Regions from separate parts of the Sus scrofa genome. Here region 2 is linked to region 1. Evidence: chromatin contacts called from public Hi-C data. All regions are on one chromosome and are shown on one strand. Each heading gives the region's core, a stretch centred on a gene start, on an enhancer-like site or on the middle of the called end of the contact. The rest is flanking DNA. Distances are from core to core; before and after follow the strand shown.

What was found. A called contact is a pair of places that touch in the nucleus more often than the background predicts.
Region 2: a contact with region 1 is called in a Hi-C map of liver, with 5 times the contacts expected there. The contact joins the promoter of SGTA here to the promoter of TLE2 in region 1. A contact is called at or near these places in 1 of 5 promoter capture datasets (liver) and 1 of 47 Hi-C or Micro-C datasets (liver).

What each region holds. Positions count from the first base shown.
Region 1 is chr2:75,508,675-75,512,821 of Sscrofa11.1, reverse strand. It overlaps TLE2 (transducin-like enhancer protein 2), which reads right to left and starts at 2,546. Exons shown (of 20, transcript XM_021084148.1): 1 at 2,380-2,546.
Region 2 is chr2:75,877,229-75,881,085 of Sscrofa11.1, reverse strand. It overlaps SGTA (small glutamine rich tetratricopeptide repeat containing alpha), which reads right to left and starts at 1,954. Exons shown (of 12, transcript NM_001244392.1): 1 at 1,899-1,954. THOP1 (thimet oligopeptidase 1) reads left to right here and starts at 3,656. Exons shown (of 13, transcript NM_214223.2): 1 at 3,656-3,784. The coding sequence starts at 3,769.

The DNA.
Region 1 (4,147 bases), core at 1,297-3,796:
TTCCTTCCCACCCTGTAACTTCCCCTGGGCCTTCTCTTGTCAAAAGTTCTCCATCTCCTCAAGTTCAAAGATTCCTTCTTCATCTTCATCTTGCAGCTCTGCCCAGAGTGGCCTTTCCTCTCCCTGCTCCCACGCCCTCCTGACCTGGTTGCCCTTCCTTTCTGAGGGCTGATCTCTTTTCACGTAGCCTGGTCACCTGAATGTCACCTTTGCCCAGCCCTCTGGCTGCCCAGGCTCTAAGCCGCTGCTGTGTCCTCTTTGAGGCTTGAATCATCACCTTTGTGAAGATGGCTCCAAGCTCTGACTCTACCCCTGGTCCCTACCCCTGGGAGACCCAGCCCTGAGGGTATAGCCACTAACAAACAAATATTTCCTGGAGGTCCCCCAGGCCACTGGATGCACTGTCTTTCCCCAGATCTGTCCCTCACCCTGACAGGCCCCAGTCCACCCTGATCCCCCAGAACAGAGCATCGACCTAGTGGCGTCTTTCCCCCTCACCTGCCATGCAACCCTGCTCCACAACTCCACAGCCCCCTGCCATCACCAGCTCTTCCTCCTCTTCCATTTGGATCTCAGGCCACCTTCTCCCTCTTGTCACCTTCTGTTTGAGTCTGGGTCTGGCCCTCCCTCACTTAACTGCCTGCATGGGGAGGGGGTGCCCTTGTGATAAAGTCCCAGCTCTTTAGGCTAGCCTGAGATTCCCTGCACCACCTGGCCTGGCCCAGCTTACCTCCCTCCACCCTTTCAAACACTCTCTCTGCTCCAGCCCCACCAGCCAGATTACCTAATCTGTGTTCCTTCCCACCTCTGGGCCTCTGTTTATGTTGCTATCTCTTTCTGGAATTTCCCTCCTGCTCCTTTTCTGCCTGGAGAAAATCCATTCCTTCAAGGCCCAACCCAAATAGCACCTCTTCGAGGCAGCTCCTCCAAAAGGCCTCTCTTCCTCCACACACACGGAACAGAGACTGTCTAAAGTTGGCAGGAACATGGGTATTTATTCTATAATCCTCTCCTCCTGAGGAAGATGCTGAGGCCCTAGCAAGGAAGGGCCCAGGCCTTGCCCAGGAGGCTACCAGGCTGGGTGAGATGGAGCTGAGGACACACTTCAGGCCCATAGAGTCAGTGCCAGGGCAGAGGGAGCACTCAGGACCTAAGGGACCCAGAGCAGGAATAGGAACTCTGCCTGGTTAAGTTCAGAGGAGGCTTCCTGGTGGAGGGGACCTTCACCCACCAGTCTTTAGATCCCTCAGCCAAGCACACTCCACAGAGGAGGGTAAATACAGATTTGTGGGTTGCCTGAGAAGCCACAAAACCACACACACACACACACACACAGACACACACTCCTCTCGTGTTTGTAATCTGCCAGGAAGGAGGAGACGATTTGCTCTCTGTGCAGCAGCAGTCCCAGCTTTGAGAATTTGGGGAGGCTCAGCAGAGAGCAATCTGTGAGATGAGGGGACCCATCTCACAGGCAGATTACTTGATAACTCGCTGAAATGCCACATCCGGCCAGAGCAGGAGGCAGGGAAACGGCTGCCAGGAGTGAGTTACAGCCTGGGCAGTCTAGCACAACCTTCTCATTTCACAGGGAAGGCTTTCCCCAGCTCACTCCATGGCTTAACCCCCCACCCCTCTGGGTCTCAGTTTCCCCATCTGCAAAACCCGGGGGAGAGGCTGCAAAATTGGAGGAAGGGACTTAGCTTTTGATCTCTCCCCTCCCACTGTACAGAAAGACTCAGCCCTGGTTCCTGGCTGGGTTTTTATGATGTGGATGTGGGTGTGTTTTTTTTTTTTTTTTTTTTTTTTTTTTTAAAGGAAAAAGCTGAGAAGCAGCACTGGGACCCCGGATTGCTCAGACCACCTTAAATCAGCCTCGCCGCCTCAGCTACTGTGGAAATTCCTTTCTCCGCGGTGGTTGGCTGGGCGCGCCAGCCAATCCATCCGCGGCGCTCCCACATGGGTCCATGACGTCACAACAGGCGCCAGCCAATGGGGATCAGGGAGCCCGCAACCAATGGCAGAAGGCTCTAGGATCGTCTGGGCCAATCGGAAGGCGGCGAGGCGCTCCCAGCGGGGGACGGAGAGTGTGGCTCCCCCTCCCAGAGACCCTCGTGGATGCCGGAGACTGCCAATGTTGGAGAAGGGGGTGGGGATCCGGCTGGCTTAGTATCCAAAAACAAGGAGAAGCGAGGCACCCCCTGAGCCTGGCGTGTCTACCCTTAAAAACAAGAGTCCATCAGCCAACATACTACCTTGCAAAAGCCCGGCCGGCTGGCGGGGCGACTAGCGCCTTTCGCCCTATTTCACAGATAGGTAAACTGAGGTAAAGAGACATTAAGTCACTCTGGACGCCCGGGGAAGAACAGAGATGCTCACCTAACCCCAGAGGATTCCAGCACGGCTCCGTTTCTGTCATCGGGTCGGATGGGGAGGAATGAACCCATGTGCCAGCGAAAGGAGGCAGTGGCTGGTCCCTGTGCCTCAGTTTCCCCGCGCGCGCAAGCGGGAGAGAAGTCCACGGCAAGGGTTCTTGGAAAGACTACGAGCCCCAGAAGCTCCCGCGCGGCGCCGGCCCGGTCTGTCAATCAAAGTAACGTGGGTCCCTCTCCGGCCCGCGCTCCCCCGCCCGCTGCCTCTCTCCTGCCAGCTCCCGCTCCCTCCCCGCCGGCTCCCGGCCCGGCGCGGTATAATTACAGCCCATTGATCCGACCCGGGCCGGGAAAGCGGCTCCCTCGGGGAGGCCAAGCCTTTGGCTTCCGACTTCACCAACCTCTGCCTACCGCCCCCCTAGCCGAGCTGCCGGGCCACCAGCCAGGCCTGTCTCTTCCCGCTGGCCAGGGCTCGCGGGTGACCTCTAAGCCTTGGTTCCCGCCACGGTTGGCGTTAAAACCCCCTCAGAAAAATCACACACAGGTTTCCTTACACCCTGGACCAAGGGGAGCTCTCCTGGCCTGTTCTAGCGCTCCCCTCACGTGATCTAAAGACTGGGGCATCTCTCGGGGCCCCAGTTTCCTCACCTGTGTAGTGAGATGGTTGCACAAGACTTAGTCATGAAACCGTGCTTTCTGTTGGCCCCCAGTGTGTTCCCAATTTTAGGGAAGCTGGGGGAAACCAAGCACAACACTCGGCCCCCGGAGATTGGTCACGGCTGGGATTGGGGCAGAGCCAAGAGTGTGGTGACTGCTTGGGGAGTTGGAAAAACTTCCTAGATGTGGGGGTTGGTGGTGTTTAAGCTGGGGTTCTGCAGAATGCATAGGAGTTGCCTCCTTTGAGCAGTAACTTTATATCACCCTAAACCACCCTGGAAGAAGAAAGATGGTGATTGAGGAGACTTGAGCTCTGACCAAGGCCTTGCCTTGCTGGGTGGACCTCTGAACATTCCCTGGCTGTGAACCAGAGAGTGGTAATACCCCTCTGCCTACTTTCACAAGGGTCTGTAAAGTCCCAATAGGTTTTGGCCAATGGGAAACAGGGGAAAATGCAATCAGTGGCAGGAAGCACTAGGATTGGCAGGGGGCTTCAAATTCCAGCCTCTTCCTGGGCAAGAACTGGATGGCTCAGGGGGAAAAAAAAGAGGCTTTGGGGAGTCCAGGATGGACCTGGGCTCAGTGGGTATTCTCATCTGGAAAGCAAGGTTGCTAATGGAATCTTCAAAAAAGCTCAAGCGTACAAAGTACTTAAAATAATTAATAGTAAATGCTCAGAAAGGGGTAGCCATTTGCTCTCCCTTTATGCCCCAAAGGGTCCTTCTCTCCTGGCCTCCCTTCACACTCCACAGCTGGGCTCTGCACCCACTCTCCACTCCTCTCACATCCTGGATCCTCCATTAAAATGCGAATCAGTTCCCATCCTTCCCTCTGCTCAAGAATCTTCCATAGCTCTCCATCACCCTCAGAACAAAATCCAACCTCACTACCTCTGTCGACATGATCTGACCCCCATCACCTTCCTCCTCGCACCCCCTCCCTCTCTCCTCTTCACTCACTCCCCTCCAGCCACATAGGCCTCCTGGCTGTTCCTCCAGCACACCAGGCATGGTCCTGCCCCAGTGCCTTTGCACAAGCTGTTTCCTTTGCCCAGACCATGGCTGGCACATCTCTTCCTTCCGGTCTTAGAACATTGAACATCACAATCTAGGGAGGCC
Region 2 (3,857 bases), core at 705-3,204, 370 kb before region 1:
GCATTGGGTCTTGGCAAAAAAACAAAAATAAAAAATTAGAAGTTCCCACTGTGGCGCAGTGGGAACCAATCAGACTAGGAATCATAAAGTTGCAGGTTCGATCTCTGGCCTTGCTCAGTGTGTTAAGGATCTGGGTGTTGCCATGAGCTGTGGTGTAGGTTGCAGATGTGGCTCGGTTCCCGAGTTGCTGTGGCCCTGGTGTAGGCCGGCAGCTGTAGCTCCGATTCCACCCCTAGCCTGGGAACCTCCATATGCTGTAGGTGTGGCACTAAAAAGAAAAAAAAAAAAATTAGAAAATGCAGGAACCAAGTAAGAACAGCTCTTAATCCAGGTCAGAGCTTAACCCGATCCAGAGCCATGGGAGAATGAATTATAAACCTCAGGTGAAATTCCTGGAGTGTTCAGGACTTTTCATGCCCTGACCCGAGTGCTGTATATGCAAAAGCTTATTTCAGGGGTCAGCAAAACATTTTCTGAAAAGGGCCAGCTTCTCAGGCCACAGGTAACACGTCTGTGGTATGTGGGCTGTGTTCCCACAAAATCTTTCACTAAAACAGACTGCAGGGTGACCTGACCCCCCCGGTTACAGTTTGTTTAATCTAACTCATTCTATAGAACAAAAAAATGAGGCTTTTAAAGATGGGGGTGCCACCCAAGGTCACCCAGCTAAAATGCAAATCAGTTCTAAATGGTCTGATTTCAGAGTCTGAACTCCAAGATACCCGTTCCTCAACCACAAAAGTGGGCACACACACAAAACCTTGCACGTGACTTCTCAGGGGCTCACACACCCCTTGCCTCTGTGCAGCAAGCACACTGGTGAAGAATCACTAGTCTAGGGTTGGATTCTGCTTTGGCACCATGGACATCTGGGGCCAGACTGTTCTCTGTGGGCCCATCCTGGGTACTGTGGGGTATGGGGCAGCATACATGGCCCCCACCCCCTCGGTGCCAGGAGCACCCCCAGTTGTGACAGCCACAGATGTCCTCAGACATTGCCTAGTGTCCGCTAAAAGGACAAAACCACTGGTCTAGGGAGAGGAAAAGCAAACCAAACACCAAAAAAAATAAGAACATCACTCAGCAGGGATGCAGAGCGCACACACTTCCAGCCACTTAACAAAACCAGTTGTCGTCTAGGAAGACAAGTAGCAGGAACCCGATTAAAGAATGCTCCAGGTGTACTTAACCTCACAATGACCCTAAGAAGCATACACTTCTACAGTCCCTATTCTAAAAGGAAAGGGCTGGGGGAGACGGATAGCGACTTGCCCAAGAGGCCACAGCCAGCAGGGGTGGAGGACCTAGTCTTCAACCCCAGATTTGTCTCACTTCAGCACACCATGCAGAGGCCCTCAGTGTGAAAAAAGACCCCTCCTGTGTTCTCACGTTGCGCTGGGGTCTCTGCGACTTTAATTCTCATGGGAAGCCCCCCAATCCTAGGCAGAGGCTGTGACAACGCCTGTTTTACAGAAGGGGAAACTGAGGTTCCGAGACGCCAAGAGACTGACCAAGGTGGAGGCGGCGCTGGGACAGGAACCCCGACCTGAACCCCAGGAACAGAGGGACTCCGGCTTAAAAGAACCGTGTTTCCGGGAAGCAGCGGCCACTCGGCGAGCGCTTACTACGTGCGGGGCGCTTTACCTCCTGCTATCCACTCACGGACCTGCGAACCCGCATTTCCCGGGCCTAGGGTCCAGGGGAGGGAGATCCCGGCGGGCAAAGGCCCGCCCGATACCTCCTGCCCTCAGTTTCCCTCCGCGCTGCTCACTCACAACACTCCCCCAATTGCGGCGTCCCCGCCCCAGATCGACGTCCTCTTACCCACCCCGGAACCCCAGGAGCCCCGAGCCACTGACCCCAGGTACATCCGGCTCAGCGCCGAACCCGCGACTCACCTCTCAAGCAGCCGAACCCGGACCCACCGACGGCGGCGCCTGCGCACCGCGGCACTGCCCGGCCCCGCCCCCAGCCCCGCTCCGCCCCCAGCCCCGCAGCCTGCGCAGAAGGAGCCGGTGGCCGCTGGATTTCATTCTGCGCAGGCGCACCAATTATCAAGGCGGGAGTAGGAGGAAGTGACGTAATGTAGAGGCGGGAACGAGCTCGTCGTTAGGGCAACTGACCTCTGCGACCGAACGGAGGCCGGAAATCCGGATCAACTTGTCCTCTAGGCCGAAATGGAGCGGTGCATGGTGGGACAGTGGTGGACTCTTGTGGGTCGGCCGAGCCCGTCACGTGGCACCGTGTCCGCCACGTGGTGCACCTGCTGCTTTTGGGTATCTGGCGCCCAGAGGATCACAGGCGGTCTTTGAGTGGGGGCGACTGTTACCCTCTCACTGTATTTATTCATATATTCACCCACCCAAACATCCGCGAGTTCGTTATTTCATTCATTCAATCCATAAGAATGAATACTAAGATATTTGTTTACAGTAGGTGCATAATAGTAAACAAGTATTTATTACACACAAACTATAAAGACCAGCAAAACTTTTGCTTTCATTACCTTGTATTGGGGTACACAGACAATAAACTGGTAAACTAATACGTAAATGAACAAGTTCTACTTAATGGCAAGCACTGTGTAGAAAAAAATGGGGTGTTCTGATTGTGATTGGGGCGGTAAATTTGTTGGGTTGGTTAGGGAAGACCTCTGTTTCACATGTAGATTTGGAGAACTGGGAAAACACTCCAGGTACAGGGAACAGCAAAAATGAAGACTAACGTAGGATTACGCTGGATGTGCTCAAGAGAGAAAGAAATCGAAGGTCAGTAATGAGACATTCCCTATTAAATGACCACCATTAGCATTCAAGTTGCCAGAGTGTTCTCCCAATTCATTTTTTTTTTTCCTAATTCATTTTTATTCAACTTAAAATGCATGTACTCAACACCCTGGGTTTACTCAACACCCTGGGTTATTTTCATTTATTTTGCAGAAATAAAAGACGTAGGTTTAGGGACCAGTTTTAATTTTCTTAGGTTTTTCTTTCTGTGTGCCTTAGACGGTTCAAGGTGTTTTTTGTTTTTTTTTTTTAACTGACAATACTACATGCAGGTAAGGCACAGTTCCAACACACCTGTTGTTTGAAGTTCTGCATCGGTTTACTGAAGCTTTCTCAATGATGCTTGCTTACATTTCTGCTTTTTAAATAAATGTCTTCTTAATTTGGTTGTCTAACTGGATTCAGCTGGTATATGTGGAGGACCTTTAACCATTAGATGCTAGAAGATGAGCAGGATGTTGGTAATGGAATAAGTGCCTGAGGTTTCGTAAGCGACCACTAACGGAGCGCCTTAGGTGAAGGTAAAAACTTGCAAAACTAGCCAAATACACAATTAAGGTTGGGAGGAGGTAATGACAAATTAATACAGGAGCTAGAAGCCCAAACGAACGACTGGCACAAAGAGCCGCAGAAAAGATTCGAGGCGCCTGCGGGGTGGGTTCCCCTGGAAACACCTCCCCCGCTAGCCTTCCCGAAGGCTCCGCCCTCTCACCACTAAGAGCCAATGATGGACGGGGGTGGTTCAAGCGACCGCGCAGAGGAAGTCTGCGCCCCTGCGCTCCGCCTCGCGATGTAGGTGGGGCTAGGGCGCGCGCTTGCGCCCTACTATCCAGCACACACGCTCTCCCAGCATCCGGTGGGCGCGCGGGCGGCGGGCGCCTCAGTCGGGACAGCTGCGGCAGCAGAGAGGACCGAGGCTGCTGACCGCTGCTCCGACGCGGACCAGGTGGAGGGAGGGGCCGTCACTGAACATTCGCCCACCATGAAGCCCCCAGCAGGTACCTGCTTCCCCTTGGTGCGGCCCCGCTCACCAGATCCGGGCGCCCGGTGCGCACTCGTGCGCACTCCTGC